Regions from separate parts of the Astyanax mexicanus genome. Here region 1 is linked to region 2. A link is a contact called in public Hi-C data. All regions are on one chromosome and are shown on one strand. The core of a region is the stretch at or near the end of the contact, and the rest is flanking DNA. Distances in the headings are between cores, read along the strand shown.

Region 1 (4,731 bases), core at 924-3,423, 87 kb after region 2:
AGCTCTTTTTTAATAACCACACCTTTTTTGAGCTGAATAATATTTTTAAAAACGAATTCTGTGGGGATATAAAAATTTGACAATATAAGCAGAGGTTACACTAGCTGTTGCATTTAAATAATGGAGGTAGAATTACAGTATATTGGAAAAAAAACCTGATTGAAAGTTGTCTGTTTTGCCATTGAAACCTATGGGGATGGGTGGGGTTACACAGCTTTCTGCAAACAAACAGCCGGGGGCACCCGACCTGTGGTGGCTTCACTTTTGAGAGAGGATGCTCTGTCCAGCTTTACACAGTCTATGTGAAATTGTGTGCAGACAGTATGTCCTTGTGAGACAAACGCTGGTAGAGTAAACATGGGTTTATTTAAAGAGCTAGGCAGATAGGGGTAGTCAAAAACGGGCAGAGTCCAAATCAAAAGGGCAGCTAAGATAATGGACATACCTGGGGGGTGTTTGATAAAAAAGCAAGGTTTGGTACAAATATCCAGATAACAGGGAGTAGGCAAGAGAGTAGTCAAAAAGGAGGAATAGTTCAGGAACAGTCAATCAAACAAACAAGAGGGAATAAGCAAAAAAAGAGTAAAAAACAGGGAATCAAAAGACAGGATAAAACACATTCTACACAGCTAGAAAACTAGGGCTGTGACCGAAATGGCTCCCTATTTACTAGTTAGGGCACTATTGAGTATGTCAGCCATTTTTCTTTGAGTGTCCGAATCATAAGGCGGAATTAGAACGTGATTTTGACGGCACTAAAAACTCCCATAATGCATCATGATTTATAGTAAACATCGCTGCTTACTACGCGAGTTAAATGTGTCCCAAAATGCATTGCAGGTCTCGCTACTAAGCAACAGAAAGCCGCAGAAACAGAGCGGACAGCGAGCCAGCAGGGTTGCCAGATTGTTACAGCGGGATTCAGATAAAACCAATTCACTGGGTAAAGCGTGTTTCAAATCCGCCAAAATAGATAGATAGATAGATGGATAGATGGATAGATGGATAGATAGATAGTCCGAATTCACTCCTGTTTCACCACTACTTAGTGAACTACATAGTGTCTCCCTAAATAGCGCAACACTAATGAGGGAGTAGGGAGCCATTTCGGTCACAGCCTAGATAATACGCAGCAACTTGTACTAGACAGACCAGGTGGAAATGATTAACATCAATCAGTCAATAGCTGGGTGATGTAGAATGCTGAGGCTGCTGGGAAATTAAGTCTTTTGGCAGAGAGGCTTCAGGAGCACGCGGATTGACAGAGTCTCTTGGTGGCTACGTTGGGTAGTGTACCTCTTGGTGAGAGATCGTTGACTGTTATACACGTCTCTTAAACAATCTGGATGGAGCTCCATCATTCCACAGTGCCCAGATCCACTGTTTGTAAATGCTGGAGGCTGTGGACTACCCTAGTCCATGCCTTACATTAACCATGGAGACAATGCTCCATGAAGTTGTTCTATTCTATTACAGGTACTAGATAGCCATTAATGGCAAGTACAACTTGAAGCAGCTGAATGCATTCATTTGAATGGGTATCCACCAACATTTGGACATCTTTGTTTTTCAAGAATCCTTTAACGTATGCAAATCTAATCCTTAGCATATCAGATCAAGCTTTAAATGCTGTAATCCACTGGTAAAGATTCCATGCAATTTCCTGTATATGTAAAAATATACATATTTTATTCTGTACTGCCCTGCCCTTATGCATGATCTGCTATAAGCTAACCCAATGTCTTCCATCATAAAGTAGGTCCATTTCTTCTCCCACCATTGTGAGAAGTTCAACCTCTAAATAGAGGTATTATAAAGTCAAGGTAAAGCTCTGCATATATGGAATTTCTACCGCAGTACATTGTCCCCATGCACCTGGACTGGACATTCAGTATGGCTGCGGCTCAGTGAATTAGAGGAAAGGCAATACAATGACCTCCTCCTCCTCCTCCTGGTCTGAACACAGGGGAGCACTCATACTCCAGTGTGTTCCTGTGACATTGACCATTCTCCTTATATCCTGTGCGTATGTGTGTTTTCATCAGTCATCCACAGACTCTGCCACCAACACTCGCAGCCCAGCGGAACCCACAAGTGCAACAAAAAGCTCCTTGGAACACTGGCCTCTCGGGAGGGGCTGCACCTTTGTCCAGCGGAGGCAGTTTCCTGAGGAGCGTTCCTGAGCAAAGCCACTGAAACCCAATCTGAGGGAGTTCAGATGAAGTCCAGAGACCCTGCTCCCCCCCATGGGGCTCTCCAGTTTTACACTGCTGGGGTTTCCACTGCCACACGTCAGCATTAAAAACTAGCCTTCACCTCCGGGAGACGAGAGCAGGAACTCCAAGGGCATTGGCAAAAACAAGCAAAGGACTATACAACATAGTAGACTAACGAATCAAATACTCTTATTTTTAAATACATATTTTAAATCAGTGGTCCCTAAGATATTTGCCTTTAAATTGATGGGAGTAGTATTCCTGAAATTATAGTATTGATGGGTCCTGGCACAACCATCCCTGCAATGTCTAATATAGTCTATAAACTATAATCTATAAACAGAGTGATTGGGTAGGTTGATTGGATGTAACTGATCTCTAGTTTGACAGTATTTCATACACAAAACGAAAAAAAAAAAACCAAATAAAATATATAATATAAAATAAAGAGCAATTTATTTCACATATCATTTAGATAAATATTTAGATAACCATGCATTAAAAGTACTCTTCCACATGCTCTCTGCAGTTATGCATTATCATCAGAGAGGTTTCTAAATTTCCAACTGCTCAAAACATATAAACTGCTGCTTTAAACTGTATTTTGAACTATTTTAGTTTTCCAATTACACATACTTTGGAAACAAGAAAAAGGTATGAATCAAGGTTGACACTAAAGGTACATGCATTTACAAAAAAAAAAAAAAACAAGGAGTTGTTGAAAACAAATGAATACTTTATACAGTTTCATGAACAATCATTTTCCCCCCACTACAAATTTCTTTTGTTTTTGCTTTATTTTCATACTGCTATTTTTCAGATTATCAAACATTTTATTTATTAAAGGGAAAATCTAAAAAATCTAAACTGATCTAGCCCTGTGTGAAAAGTGTTTGTCTCTTAAATCTATTAACTTGGTTGTGCTACCCTTGACAGCAACAACTGCAATCAAGTTTTATTGATGAACGGCAGTGAGTGTTTCAGATCTCTGTGGAGGGATTTTGGTCCACTCTTCTTTGCAGAATTGTTTTAATTCACCTGCATTGGAGGGTTTTTGAGCATAAATTTATTTTTAAGATAATGCCACAGCATCTCCATCATACGTTGACTAGGCCACTCCAAAACCTTCAGTTTTTTTTTTTTTTTTTAAACCATTCAGAGGTGGACTTGTTTGTGTGCTTTGGGTCATTGTACGCCTGAGCTTAAGGTCATACTCCTTCAAGAATGTCTGGGAACCAGCAGAATTTTACTTTGTTTTCTCATCTGTTTTTGAATTTATTCAGATTGGGCCATAATGTGTTGCTTTTTTTTTTTAGATCGTTTAGCTGCTTAATGTTGTCAAACAGGTCCTTTTTTAATCCTTTTTTTTTATTCTACCTGGCATGGTTGTGATTAGTGAAACTGAACTCAGCTTTACAAAAAGTGTGATTTATGGGGGGAAACACTTTTTCACAGATTGGTTTGGATTTTTTTTATTTAATAAATGAAATAATCATTTAAAACATGCTTTGTATATTAAATTGAGGTTATATTTAAATTTGTTTGATTATATAGCAATTTGTTTGATAATCTGAAAAAAAAAGTAGGACAAAAATGCAAAAACAAAAGAAATCTGTAAGTGGCAAATACCTTTTCACACCGCTGTATGTGTGGTGCAATGTAATGGATATACTGTATTTAAGTGATTAAAATACCATAAATCTCCAAATCCCTGGTTCCTCAAATGCTCGATTGGTGATAAATCTCCCAAGCAACACATGCATATCACCTAGCTATTAAATGTCCCTCATATCTCTACTAGAGTAACCCAATGTCATATGCAATGGCTCCCTAGAACATCACACCAGCATTTGGGCCAGTATTTTGCTTCAAGCAACGGCGGGATTGACATGCTCACAATCATGACCATTGTTCAATCCAGAACCTGGATTCATCAGTAAAGACGATGCAGTTCCAGTGTGGTTTAATTTCTATTACAGGCACGAAGCATCAATACCAAAGCCATAGAGAGAGATACCCATGACTCTAATGGAAACAACCTTCCATAGCAGCTTCCATAGATGAAGTCCTTAGAGGTTTCTTATCAAAACAAAAAACAGATGTGGCGACTGCTGTCAATGTATAGAAAAGCTTAATGAATGACTGTATTATATCAGCCAACCAAATCACACCAACATCACCAGCATCTGAACAAAAGATTCTGTTAAGACATGTGAATCAGCAGCTAGGCCATTACATTACATCATTTCATGCGATGAGAAAATACTAAGAAGTCATAAATATATGTGTCATAGGGTAGGCTCATAAGATCAGCCAGCTCATGTTCACACACAGTCAGTGTGGCCGCAGAAACGGCGTGATGGGAATAGCTCTGTCACACTGGTGAAAATATACAGCCTGGCTAAAATTACAAGCTCTGACAGCCGAGTGCACAGTATTAACCCTAACCCAATAAAACTCAAGCTTATAGAGTTGTTTGTCATTCTGCACAAACCTTAAGCCTTAAGTCCAATGT
Region 2 (4,514 bases), core at 721-3,220:
CCCACATGTAACACATATACACAGTGAATGTAATTTGTTTTGTAAATAGAATGTAGAAATATTTGTAAATATTTCACAGCATTTGTAAATATTTCACAGCATCAGTTCTGATCAAGTTTCATAGCATGGGCTCTCAGACCCAATCCCACCATAATGAGATAACAGAGTGTGAATCTTCTGTATTTTCAGCTCGTGGTGAAGTGGAACAGAGAGCAACAGCCAAAACCAACCACACACACACACACATTCACAATTCAACAAACACTCCAATATATTGTTTTAAGCTTCAACAAACAAGTTTAAAACTATTCCATTCAGATCCATTTAAAATCACAGCCCTTTAAGCATGCCTAAAATGTAATAATTATAAACGTATTATTTTAATTGTGGATACTAAAAAAGTAGGCTTTCCGAATAACAAATAACAATATATCAACCATTTCCCAATTTAGATACTTTCTTTACTATTTAAAGATATATTATATTCTTTTAAGTGATTCATGTCATGAATAAAGAAATTATATAAGTCTAAATAAGGATTGTTTCATGTAAATAAGTAGTCAAATATATATTAAAAAGAAGAAAATAATTGATTTATCACAAAATAGAGAATTTTTTGATATATGGTTACTCATGGGAAGAGATGAAACCACATTAAAAAAAAATAGAGATTTGATGCTATAAAGAACAATAACCTTAAATCTAAAGCTTCTCTAAAGCACACTCTATTCTCTATATCTATTAATGGACTATTGATCTATTATCTTAATTACATCCAAAAAAAGTGTTATTCCTATGAAATGGCCAAAAGAACCACTTAAAGCCCCTTTTATTTTTGAGAGTATAAACACATCATCAATGTAACAAAACCTTATATCTCCAAACATGTAAGAGAAAGAAAAAACATCACCTTAATTTTAAGGTATTTAAGGCATTATTAGAACATTATCTTTAATGTAATTCAGAGCACTTCTAAAAAACTACCACAAGCTGTTCACACTATGTGAATGGAAAAGTAAAATAATCCGATTTTACTCTGATAAATCAGATTTTAGGTCTTAACTACTCTTGAAAACCAGCTTTCTCTACTTTAACCCTTCAGCAGAACTTAGAATTAAGCCCAAAAAAACAGCAGCAGCAACAGCAGCAGCAACAGTAACAGTAAGTAAGTAAGTAAGTAAGTAAGCAGTGGTCAAGTCAGATCACCCACCTTTATAGGAGAGCTTGAGCCTGGGCACGTTGTTCTTGACCTGCCGGGCGTCCGCTCCTCTCCGGGGCACGCTGAGCCCAAACAGCAGCACAACCAGCCCCCACAGGTAGTCCATGGTGACCCCCTGGCACTGCGCTGTCCAGTCCCCAGGCCTCCAGTAGTAGAGAGCGGCTACAAACAGCACCAGATGAGTCCAGATCAGAGCAGCAGCACCTGAGGGTGGAGCAGGTGTGTACGCGTGTGTATGTGAGTGTTGGTGGGAAAGTGTGTGGTCAGTCAGTATGAGCGTGTGTGTGGCGGCACATGGTGATCACATCCCTCGTAGTGAAGCAGGCGGCACACACACTCTCTTCACACACCGGCACTGAAACTGACCATTCTCTTCTGTGACTATGTGTTTGCATGTGTGTGTGTTTGTTGTATGTAAGTGAGTGAGTGAGTGTGTGTGTGTGTGTGTGTGTGTGTGTGTGTGTGTGTGTGTGTGTAAGTGTAAGTGTGTTCTATCCAAGCCTTGAGGGTGTTTATCTACTCAGTCCTCTTCTCTTTCTCTTCCCTCTCTCCTCTTGAACTGTCTAAAGTAGCAGCTCGACTGAAAGCGCACTGAGACTAAACTGAACTCCACCACTCTCTCTCTCTCTCTCTCTCTCTCTCTCTCTCTCTCTCTCCCTCCCTCACACACTCTGCCCCGTAGAAGCTCAGCTCAGCGCACACAAGTCCACACCATGCACAGACGAAGGGAGAGTGGAGCCAGCTGAGAGAGCTTGGGCGACAGAGAGAGAGAGAGAGAGGAGGGGGGGTGGTCTTTATTGAGAGGATCCTGTAGGTAGTTTTCTTTTTTCCGCCTGACACAACAACCCCCCACGCACCCCCCAACCCACACACACACACACACACACACACAATTTTCCACTTAAATCCCTCTCTTCCTATTCATTTTGTCAAGCTGTTGTAAAATTCCCTGACTGAAGTGCTTCACTCTCCGATTCCCTATCAACCTTTACACAACAATTATAATGTAAACTGCAATGATGTGACGCTTAACACTGCAGATCACATTTATACCATCTGAAATTTGATTGGTTAAACAAATATATATATAAAAAAATACATTACAGAACACTAACAATTGTTTTTTTTTAAATATAATTTGTATAAACTCCACTCACATGGACAACCATAAAAAGCTAAACACATCTTTGCCATCTTTATGCTGAAATGTCCCAGTACTTTTCCATTTCATATAGTGTATATGAACATATTTCTGCTTTTAATCCAAAAACATTGTGTAAAAATTTTATTCTGAATAGACCAATAAATGTAGCATGTTCCAAAATTACGTCCATTGACTGTTAAAAACTTTTCTTCTTTCCTTCTGCTGTGAAGTTGCCATGTATGAGACAAGAGGTTTTAAGTGACAGCAATTATATATTTTAACGCCTATATAGTAAATTGTAATAAACCTCTTACTGGCACACAAAGGCTAAATATCATTGCAAACAGTTTTACAAAGGAGGGTTCTTTAAGATTTATCCAATAAAATGAATGGTATGGCAGGCATTTCCATCTACTTCCATTTATCCATTACTTTCTCAGCTTTCTCAGCTCAACAACACAACATAAAAGCAAAATGAATGTAGCTGCAATGACACTGTTTCCTCAATTCTTCTTCAAGTACATCTCAGAGAAGTTTATTTGTGTATTTGGCACACCAGAGCCACCAGTGGACAAGAGCTGTCATGTGAACAGCAAAATGCAAATGTAAAATTATCGTGCAAATGTTGTAAATTGTTGAGCTGTATGTTATATATACTTGTTTTATATATTTTGTAATGTATATGTTTTATTGTTGTACTCTTAAGCTGAATATGTGGATTATGAAAGGTGTTGACCAAATAAAGTGTATTGTTATTATTATTCAGAGTAGTACTAATATTATTAGTATTAACACTAGTATTTATTCTACTATTTATGTTTAAATAGTCACTGATGCCTATAATATCTGCACTGTACTGTAGTGTACATAAATTACGAGGTCTCCAGGAGACACCAAAGGACAAACATAATGTTTTTCTATTCTTACATACATTTACCGTGTAAATTGAGCTGTGTGTTCTTTTGTCTTCTCTTACTGTCCTGTCCTGCTTCTGGACTAAAAGAGAAACTCCTGAAGCTCCTGCTCAGCTCCACCCTCACATCAGATACTTATTTTTAGCCTGCCTCGCCACACGAGGTGAAGACAGGAAGAGAGAGAGAGAGAGAGAGAGAGAGAGAGAGGGAGAGAGAGAGATGGAGAGAGAGAGAGTCAGGGTAGTAATGTCCAGCACCTTTATGGAAAGAAAGAAAGAAAGAAAGAAAGAAAGAAAGAAAGAAAGAAAGAAAGAAAGAAAGAAAGAAAGAAAGAAAGAAAGAAAGAAAGAAAGAAAGAAAGAAAGTGGGTGGTATGTGGTGTACAGTTTAAACTGTGTACCTGTGTCTGGGTGTGTGATTGACACTGATAGCTGCTGCTTAACCCATTTCCCACACTCACACTGACACAGCTTATTCTCCCAGACTCCCCTTATCCCTTATCCACTCAATCCCCCACCCGCCCACCTCCCTCAACACACACGCACACACACACACACACACACTCATACTCTCTCACTGTGATAGACAGTGAGTTTAGCCTAATGCCGAAACTTCCTGTTCAATCTTTTCCTATTACCGCCGTATTACTGCAAAGCTCTGGTGGAGTGGCACGCTGATCTCGACCCACCGCACCACTTCCCTCCTCACATTTCCATTTGGCACAGCAGGGGTGGATTATTTGACTGGCACTGCTGCCCTGTATCATGGGCAGGGCAGGAATACTGGAGTAATTGGATTTTAATATGGTGCAACACATGAACAGTTCTAAATAAGTGCGTTGCTGACAGGAGCCATGTTCATAAAGTCAGATTTACGAGAGCAGAGAGTAAGACAAGAAACTGGAAACATCACATAGTGATCACTAAACAGAAGCCCCTGTGACCCCCCAGCCCCCGAAGAACCAACTGGTGTGTGTGTTAAAGTGTGTGTCATCAATAGGGACAAATGCTGCACAACAATCAGCTAAAAGACATAGTAATGTTAAATAACTTTGCTAACACTTTACTTTAAGGGTGCTTGAGCTGTACTGTAAGTACATAAGTCTTTAAAAAAAGTAGTAAAGCATTACAAATGAAAGAGTAAATAAGCATAATTATACCACAGTTTGTTCCCGAAACCGCAATATGATTGGCCTAAAAACATTCTAGTAGTGCCAGTATTGCACGATAATGGCACT

Evidence for each region. A called contact is a pair of places that touch in the nucleus more often than the background predicts.
Region 1: a contact with region 2 is called in a Hi-C map of muscle, with 10 times the contacts expected there. The contact joins the enhancer-like site here to the promoter of sema3ab in region 2. A contact is called at or near these places in 2 of 3 Hi-C or Micro-C datasets (both in muscle).

Annotation. Positions count from the first base shown.
Region 1 is chr9:16,977,753-16,982,483 of AstMex3_surface, forward strand. No RefSeq gene overlaps it. Among protein-coding and RNA genes, the nearest start is that of sema3ab, 87 kb to the left of the region's middle. Within about 2 kb of position 2,174, the one cell type or tissue checked has an H3K27ac peak away from gene starts, as active enhancers do.
Region 2 is chr9:16,890,700-16,895,213 of AstMex3_surface, forward strand. sema3ab (sema domain, immunoglobulin domain (Ig), short basic domain, secreted, (semaphorin) 3Ab) reads right to left here and starts at 1,971. Exons shown (of 17, transcript XM_015606257.3): 1 at 1,211-1,971. The coding sequence starts at 1,325.